2 separate regions of the Mus musculus genome follow, and region 2 is linked to region 1. Evidence: chromatin contacts called from public Micro-C data. All regions are on one chromosome and are shown on one strand. Each heading gives the region's core, a stretch centred on a gene start, on an enhancer-like site or on the middle of the called end of the contact. The rest is flanking DNA. Distances are from core to core; before and after follow the strand shown.

The links. Hi-C and Micro-C count contacts between places; a contact is called where the count stands out from the background.
Region 2: a Micro-C map of muscle stem cells shows a contact between it and region 1, with 2.1 times the contacts expected there. The contact joins two enhancer-like sites. A contact is called at or near these places in 3 of 484 Hi-C or Micro-C datasets (muscle stem cells and myocytes).

The regions. Positions count from the first base shown.
Region 1 is chr1:186,412,193-186,416,555 of GRCm38.p6, reverse strand. It overlaps Gm35341 (a long non-coding RNA gene), which reads right to left. Exons shown (of 4, transcript XR_373803.1): 2 at 2,970-3,141. Among named protein-coding and RNA genes, the nearest start is that of Gm35341, 6.6 kb to the right of the region's middle. Within about 2 kb of position 2,530, at least 37 of the 459 cell types and tissues checked have an H3K27ac peak or open chromatin away from gene starts, as enhancers often do. A contact at or near this core is called in muscle stem cells, where this site is marked.
Region 2 is chr1:186,575,375-186,579,737 of GRCm38.p6, reverse strand. No RefSeq gene overlaps it. Among named protein-coding and RNA genes, the nearest start is that of Gm35546, 9.8 kb to the left of the region's middle. Within about 2 kb of position 2,232, at least 6 of the 459 cell types and tissues checked have an H3K27ac peak or open chromatin away from gene starts, as enhancers often do. A contact at or near this core is called in muscle stem cells, where this site is marked.

The sequences.
Region 1 (4,363 bases), core at 1,281-3,780:
GCACCATGAATTCTGCTTTCTCAGGGAACTGCCTGTCTTCTCCTAGATGTGATGGCTCCAGGATAACACTGCAACTGTTTCTCCAGATCTTTCTTGTCCCTAAAAAGCTCCTCTCGGCCCTTCTCATGTTAGTGCTGCATCCAAGCAAATCTGCGACAAGAGAGCCATGCAGTTATAATAGCCCTACTAGGTCACCTAGAGAAAGCAAGAGTGTTGGGCATTTCTTCTAGGCTCTGCCCCACAGTTACCTGGCAACAGCCAGGTGTGCCTGACTCACTATAAAAGGAACTGCTGGCCCCCCTCCTCACTCTCTTCCTCTTGCTTTTCTCTTTCTCTCTTCTCTTCCCTCTTTGTCCCTTCTCTCCCCATTCCCCTCCACCCTCTCTCCATGTGCTCATGGCCAACCTCTCCTCCTCCTCTCTCTCTCTCTCTGCCTTTCTCTGTTCCTACCACTCCATCAACTCTCCCCTATGCCCTAAATAAACTCTATTCTATACTATACTTTCATGTGTCTGGTACCTCAGGGGGAAGGGATGCCTCAGCATGGGCTCGCAGATGCATCCTCTTCCCCCACACCATACAGCACCTATACCAAAACATATCCTTTGCTTTATTTTCTTCTTCTTCTTCTTCTTCTTCTTCTTCTTCTTCTTCTTCTTTTTCTTCTTCTTCTTCTTCTTCTTCTTCTTCTTCTTCTTCTTCTTCTTCTTCTTCTTCTTCTTCTTCTTCTTCTTCTTCTTTTACAAAACACAACAAAGGGACCAAAACCATGGATGTCCCCTATGACAGGAAGTAACCTTGGGTGACATAGGGAGATTTCCCTCAGGTGAGAGGAAATGAGTAAGATTAAGCATCCTTTCCTACAGTGAACTGGTGCACACACACAGCTGCCGGGAACTGTCCTCAGGGTCTCTGTCCTAAAGAGTCAGAGTGACAATGGGTCTGAGGCTTTAGACCCATTCGTCATTCCCATGCCACCCAGTCCAGCCTCGTCAGGAGAACATGCTGCCCTCTCTGGTGTGCCTGCTGGTTATAATGTTGGGGGAGGGCCACACCATCTGCAAGGGTTATTCTAAACCCTGTGTCACTCCTGAGAATGGCTTAGTAGGTCATTCAATAGTTAGCAATTAAGTATGACGCTGATAATACCTCTCTAGTATTTATGAAACAAATGAAAATGCTTAACCTAGGCTTTGAAGGTATCTTGTATTCTATAAACCTATATTCTGTGTGACGGGCGCCACGCTACAACCTAGAGTCCTGCTAGAGTATAAGCTGCAGTTACTTTACTCCAAGTCTCGCAAACTTGATGCAACCAAGGTGTTTACCAACAAAGCACAGAGAAGAGTGGGGCTGTAGTGCGTTGTCTCATTTGTGGACCCTAGATGTTACAGATGTGTGATACCAGAAACAAACTCCAGTGGCGTGGAAGTAAGAGAGCTATCGGGGAACAGAGAGGACTAGGGGGAAGGGAGACAGGGCAGTGGGGTACAGGGAAAATAGGCTCAAAGTACATTGTGTCCTTACATGAAAATGGCCTCATTTATCTCTGTAAACTAAAAGTAAAGAGCAAAGACTTTGAAACAGAGAAGCAGCCCAATCGACGTCACTTCCGGGGATGAATTACTGTGACTGCTGCCATTAAGACAGTGAAAGGAAGGGGAAGTTAGGTCAGTAGGCTATTCCACACATGGGTGGACCAGAGATCCCTACGCTGCACAGCAGCAAACCGAGCAGGGGGGTGGGGGGAGGGAGGAAAAAGAACTGGGAATGAAGGGACTCTCTGTACAGCAGAGCTTAGCCAAGCAGGCCCAGCCACAATACTAACCCGCGAGCACATACTTCCTTCCCGAGCCAACCCGCGGCTTGCCTGACTCCCATAATCTGTGTTGTTGATTTTTAACCTGGCCCCCCAAGGGTCTTGTTGGGGATCACAAGCAACAGCCCTGAGCATCTCCCACCCCTGTCTTGGAACTTAGCCAAGCAGGCCCGCTACAATGCTGGCACACGAGTCACTGATACTTCCTCCCTGAGCCAAACCTAGGATCTACCGGCATGGCTAGAGATCGTTGACGCCAAGGAGAAAGAGACAGCTGTCTCCTGTCTGGCTACTTCTCAGCCAATGAGATGCTGAGAAGCTTGAGAGCCAATGAAATGCCGAGAAGGTGTATAAAGATTTGCCCAGTTCTGGGAGTCAATCTTGCCTGCACAACACCTATGCAAGAAAAGGCCAGTCAACATCCCAGCCCGCAGAATATCCTTAAATCGCTACTGGCTGTTGATGGCTACTGGCAGAGGAATGGTTAACATGCCAGTGGTGTGACTCGGTAGGATGTGAGCACCAGGCCTGTGGGAATGTGGCCTGTAATATCTTGGCAGAAGCCATCCTCTTGGTGCTAAGGTCAGAGCTAGGGAAAGATGCCATAACCACCATCAAGACACTTGGGCCCAAAGGCAACACCCAGTGCCTTGCGATCCGCACTTGCAGGGAAGTGTACGGCAGCAAACTATTCCTGCGTGTGGCCGATTTGATGGGGTTAAAATATGATTAAGCCTAAACATGTAAACACTAAATTCCCAAGTTGATCATGCTGTAATACTCTATTAGGGTTAGGCCAGATTACAGCTGGTTGTGTTTCTTCATACTGGAGCCTGGTCCAAAGTGATGAATTCGCTTATAAATCCCACAGTCATCCCCAGAAAGAACACGATTCACAGAGAGCTTTCCTAAGGTTTCAAGTGGGCTTCAGCGAGGCATGTTTTAAGCACCACCTGGAAAAACCACAGGCAGTGCTGGCCGGCTCTTAGGGAGCATCAGGGAAATGCCACACATCTAGAGCCGCAGGCCCGCAGTGCCCTTCCTGGGGGGGGGGGGGGCTCCACGTGGAGCCTGGGTCACGCGTGCTCTACCTCCTGTTCTCACGGGGAGGAAAAGCACAAGGCTGTTAACCATAAAGGAAAAATAATACCACACTCGGCTGAAATCACATCCAACTGGAGCCCGGTTTGTAATCCTTCATCCTTTCTGGGAGTCAGTCAGCTGCCACGGACACCCCCACAGGATGGATCTTTTTCCAAGGCAACAAACGCTCAATTCATCGGGGAACCGGAGCCCGGCTCCTGCGCTGTTTCTTCGAGATCCTTGAAAGGGTTGAATATGAATTGAAACCAAAGACATATTATTTTCAGAAGTGAGCACATTTTCACCCTGGTTTAGGGATGTCAGCCTTTTTCCCTCGCTTGCATAAGGAGGGTGTCCCCCGCTCTGTAGGCTGCTCTCAGTGACTTCATGAGGCCTAGAAGACAGGCTGGTCTCCTCTGCTCCACCCACAGTGTTTCCTGACAGCCTTAAGTGCAAAAGCAAATGTTTTGTTTAGGTAGGGACCTTAAAATAATGAGGCTTGGCTTTTGAAAAGATTAGCTACAAGAAAGAAAAATGCTGTAGGAAGTCATAACAGTAGTGGTTATCATGATATTAATATGCAACATCTGGCCTGGTGTATGCAATTAGATCTTGATGCAGAGTTAGAAAGGAAGGAGGGAGGAAGGGAGGGAGGGAGAGAGAGAGAGAGAGAGAGAGAGAGAGAGAGAGAGAGAGAGAGAGAGAGAGAGAATAATTCTTTAAGTTTAAATGTGAGTCTGTTTTGCAAAACTATTGGACTTGTACGAAAGCTGTCTATTACATGCCAAAAGCTGGATAGCTTCTTATTGGATAAAATATGCAGTGAATTCTACACTCCATTTCTGTGCAATAAAGAAAAAAAATTAGGGCTTGTAAAAGTGCATTTAGCATTTGTAACCCTAACACATGGGGGCTGAAGCAAGGCATGAGGTTAAGGGAGGTGGCTGGCCAGTCTGTCTAGTTGAAATAGCAAGTGCCGAGCTCAGAGAGAATGGTAAGGTAAAGAAGTCATTGAGAAGGGCATCCAGACATCAGCCTCTGACCTTTACACATGTCCAAACAAATGAGCACACCCTGCCACCCACACCCAACACTCACACACTCAGATGCCATGGTGGCCTGCATTATTTCCAGGCTCAGCTGGAAATTCCCATCTGGACAATTCCTCCTGGGATTGTTTTTGGAGGGATCATATCTGCAAGTCTCATTGATGTCATCATCTCTTGGACCTGCTCTTGGAAGTGGACTGGGAAGGGGAGGGGCCTACAGAATGGAAGCCAAGTCACCCAAGACCTTCTGCCAAGTACCTGGTGATAGGCTAGCTGCGGTACCTCACCTCCATTGCTTCATGGGAATTGTAAGGGTAGCCAGTGTCCCCTCTGGCTGGTCTCATGTCTCTTGTGGAGAAATCACCATGAGAGATGGAAAGTCAAGTGTGGTTGTACTAGGGAGTGGGGACTC
Region 2 (4,363 bases), core at 983-3,482, 160 kb before region 1:
AGTTGTTATAGATATGACTCAGCTTCTGATGGGTTTCCATTCTAATAAACATATCATAGAATGAAACTATTCTGAGTTATAAAAGACATTTAGTCCCAGGACTCAGTAGGCTGAGGAGAGGGAAGTGCAGCAAAGAAAGATTCTGTTTCAATGGCGACAGAAGGAAGCACTTACTGGATCTTGGCTTCTAATCCTGTGAACACCACAGACTCTCTGGTACGTAGTAAGCACCCATGGGGACACTCTTGTGGGCCTGCAGTTGTGACATCGAATGCAAAGTGCATTCTGTGAAGATGTAAGGAAGATGTGAATTCAGTGAATACAGTCCACTGTTTGCATCATTTCTGACAAAAGCTGAAGAGATAGGAGCGGCGAGGGACAGGGTGGTGGTCCCCAACTGTCACTGCTAGAGCAGGGGCGGGGCTGACAGTGTGTCCTCATTTGCTTTAGGATACTGGATCTATCATCCCAGGACACTTCCTTATTTGATCTTTTCTCATTAGAAAGAAAAGTATATATTTAAAAAAAATGCAAAACAAAACTATCCTGACCAGGTTTCCACTTTTCCTTGCACCTGGCGAGAGAAAAGCAGAGGCAGTGGCCAGCCGGTTCCATTTGCTTCCCATTTAGTTGTGACCTTTTCAAGAGCCCTCACTTTTGTTACCAGTGTTAGGGTTGAGGTTTGTATCTGAAGGTAGGTCCTGGTTCTCTGGGGCACTTCAGACTTCAGGTTCCACTAACAGTTTCCTAGTTATTTATACCCATGAGGGACCAGCTTGCCCTTCTAGTTGGGAAAGAATATTTCCTTGCCACCAAATGGCCCCATTGTACTACTATCAACCCCAGTGATCTTAGACTCCATTCAAGGAAACCAAAGCTTAAAGAGGCCATGGCTCTCTGAGTCTTTTTTGCTTTCTTCTTCCTTTCCTCTTCACCCAACCTCTTTCCCTGACCTCCCCTTTTTTTCTACAGCATTTCATTATGTTGCTCAATCTGGCTTTGAACTTGGGACCCTCTTGCCTCTCCCTCCTGAGTGTTTGGATTACAGATGTCCACGACCATGAAGAGCAAGATCATGAATTTCTTAAGTCCCCAGTACCATCAGTAGCAAGAGGAGAAACACTTCCAAGATGACATGTGGTTATTATTAGCTTGGGGTAAAAGTTGGAGGAAATGACAGGGTCCTGGGTCCTGTCCTGATGAGGGGTATGTGCTAGTGCTGCACGAAAGGTAAGCAAAAAGGCTAAGGAGTTAGGCGAGCAAGCCATATACAACTTGACCTGGATGCTTCACAGATGAGTATCAGACATGTCCCAGAAGGAATCATGGGTAAAGGGGCTTTTTCACACGGCCCCATTCTTTGTCATGGCCACAGCCTCATGCAACGAGCTCACAGGTGTCTAGTCTCCCTTTGATTTGTCATCTCCAGAATTAGTAGTTTATTTATTCTCTATTTCTGTGTGCATGTTGGATAAATCAACAATCTGATGGGAAAATAGAGACTAAGGAGACAGGGTGGGAACACACAAATAACACAAAACAAAATACAGATATTTAAAAAAATGCTTCTGATACTGCACTATAAACATTTAAAATGTCTTAGGTACAGTGAACTAAGCTGGGCTGGAACAACTGGACTTCAGATACTTAGATACTTTTAAAAAAATCCAACAAGGGGACGATGAATAACGTCTACTATAGGAGAGACAAGAACATAGGAGAGCACATGTGAGTCCAGACATGATCTCCGTAGGCTCTTTGCCCTGTGTCTATTAATTAGTTGATTCATTCAATTTTTCTTTCTCTTATTTGTATTTCTTTCTCTTATTTAATGTAGTTAATTAATTGATTCATTCAATTTTTTCTTTCTCTTATTTGTTGTAGAATACTTGCTATAATGTCATTGCTAGGCTACAACAAGAGAGCTGTTTTAAAGAAGTCGCTACCAATAAATTCAGCTGCTTGCCCTTCCTAAATTTGTGCACTCTATTGCAGAAAACAAGATGAGAAACCAAGGAATGAGAAGGCGTTCTAATTAAGTTGGCATTGCTGTTTTAGTGTTCTTCATGAGTCTCAGGATTCTGCCCACTTCATTTGTGTTTGCTGTTGGTTTGGTTTTGTGTTTCCAGATCTGGGCATCTGAGACTGACTCTGGACTGTCCTCCAGAGGCGTGTGTGTCAGGAATGTGCTGAGTGGTGGCCATCTCTCCAGCAGGTCTCATGTCATAAACCCGGCAAGAATCCTCACGGGGGACTGGGCAGATCCAGGGCTCCCAGTCAGTCCTTACATGGGCAGAAGCCGATTTGTTCTGAGCCTGCATCACTCTCAGATCAGTTAAGCAAACCCACGAACATGATGATTTGAGTATGAGATGCCATTCTGTGTAGAGTCATCTGGGGGCTAAATATGCTCACAGGAAGCAATGTGAAACAATATTCTAAAATGTAGATAGACCTTGAAAGGTTTCTATTCTAGCTAAAACCATCTGATGGTTAAACAACTGATAGCCCATGCCCTGAATGAGTTTTATTTTTGTCTGTCTGTCTGCATGAATGTGGAGGCCAGGGATGGACCTTGGTTGCTTTCCTTGCTCTCTCTCTGTCTTGCTTCCCAAACAGCTTCTCTCACTGGCCTATAGCTCTCTAATTCAGTTTGACCAGACTGCAAGTTCCAGGGACCTACCTGTCTCCTCCTCCTCCTCACATCTAGGTGTACAAGCACATTTTTTTCCTGTGGGTTCTGGATTTATAGCTCAAGTATTCCCCACTATGTGTTGAGCACCTTACCAGCAGAGCCAGTTTCTAAGCCCTTTTAATTTTCTTTCTTTGAGATGACTTTAGTAGAAAAATCAAAGACTCTTGGGGAATTTGAACTTGAGTGCTGAGTAAGGACCTAAGACCATCAGAAAACACAGACATTTACATCACAATTCATAATAGTGACATAATTTCAGTTATGGAGTAGCAATGAAATAATTTACTGGCTGGGTAGCTGAGGAACTGTATTAAAGGGCCACAGCATTAGGGAAGTTTGGAACAACTGCTTGACTATGCTGTAAACTATATTAGTATTTTTAAGTTTACTGTGTATGGCTAAAACAATCTGTAACAAAATTTAGCTTAAAACATATGACAAAAGGCTTATAGTTAAAAATACCTATAGATGGATAATCTTAATTTGCAATAATATACTACATATGTGATTCATCTTTTGTTTAGAATATACTGTATATGTAACTTGGATTCAACTCTTGTTTAAAAAATAGGTTTATTGAGAAGAATAGATATTTTTCAATAGCATCCCCATGGATGGCAGCCCTCTTTATTTACTAAGGTTAAAAAAGAATACATATAACGTAACTTTACCACCATCTTGGTTAACATGGCCATGTGGTTAAAAAAAGCCAAGGTATATTTAATAAATAAGGTTTATAAATCCCTAAGGTCTACTCAGGTTAACCATAGCTGGCTTAAAAAAAATCGATGTCTAGCTTCTTTGTCTTTGCTAACACTTTGTTAAGCTTTAGCTTTTTATAGAAACTGAGTCATATAAAAACCTGATATTCTGGCTGATTTCTTCCTCATCTACAGTAGACCTCCTTCTCTTCCACCATACCCAGGGCCACCATGTCCTGTTTTGTGTTTGTTTTTGTTTTTGTTTGTTTAATTCACATGGTACATGCCATCGAGACTGAATCTGATGACACTCTCCCGTGTCTAATGAAAGTGCTAGACCCGGACTATGGGTTCAAGCTGTACTTGTTGAATTCATGAACAAATATGTATAAATAGGAACTAAAGTAGGCCAATCAGCGAGCTGCTTTTTACAGGAATTCTGTGACAAGTGAACTTCCCTTTTATTTGCAGTGGCAGCCAAGGTCGGGTGCAGGTCAGGTCAAATCCATCTGTTTCCTCCTCTCTTTCTAGATCTTCTGTGTCAACTCTTGTATCACAGTGACCTAGAGGGGAAGCTCACACAGAGAGGCAGAGACGGTGCCTATCGCTGTCCTACAGAGATGCACCACACTGTGGCATCCCAGAAGACAGGCCTGCTGACTCTTGCACACCTTAGAGGGCAGAACAACGTAAACGTTTCGAGAGTACTCTGCAGCCCGGTCTCTCAGGTTCAAATCCATCCGAAGCCCCGAGTTTAGCTATCTCTTTTCTCTCTGCTTCCATTTTCTCAGCCATGGAACAGAGGATATCAGCACCTACAGCAGTGGTGTGAGTTAATAAGGGGTTGAATGATCTGAACTGTCTGGAAAGCCAACCATTTACAGAATTGTGTGGTGGGAGGGTAACTGTACTGGGAAAACTTGAGTGCAGGCAATGTAAGTGTCAGAAGTGTGCGGCCAGTTTATCT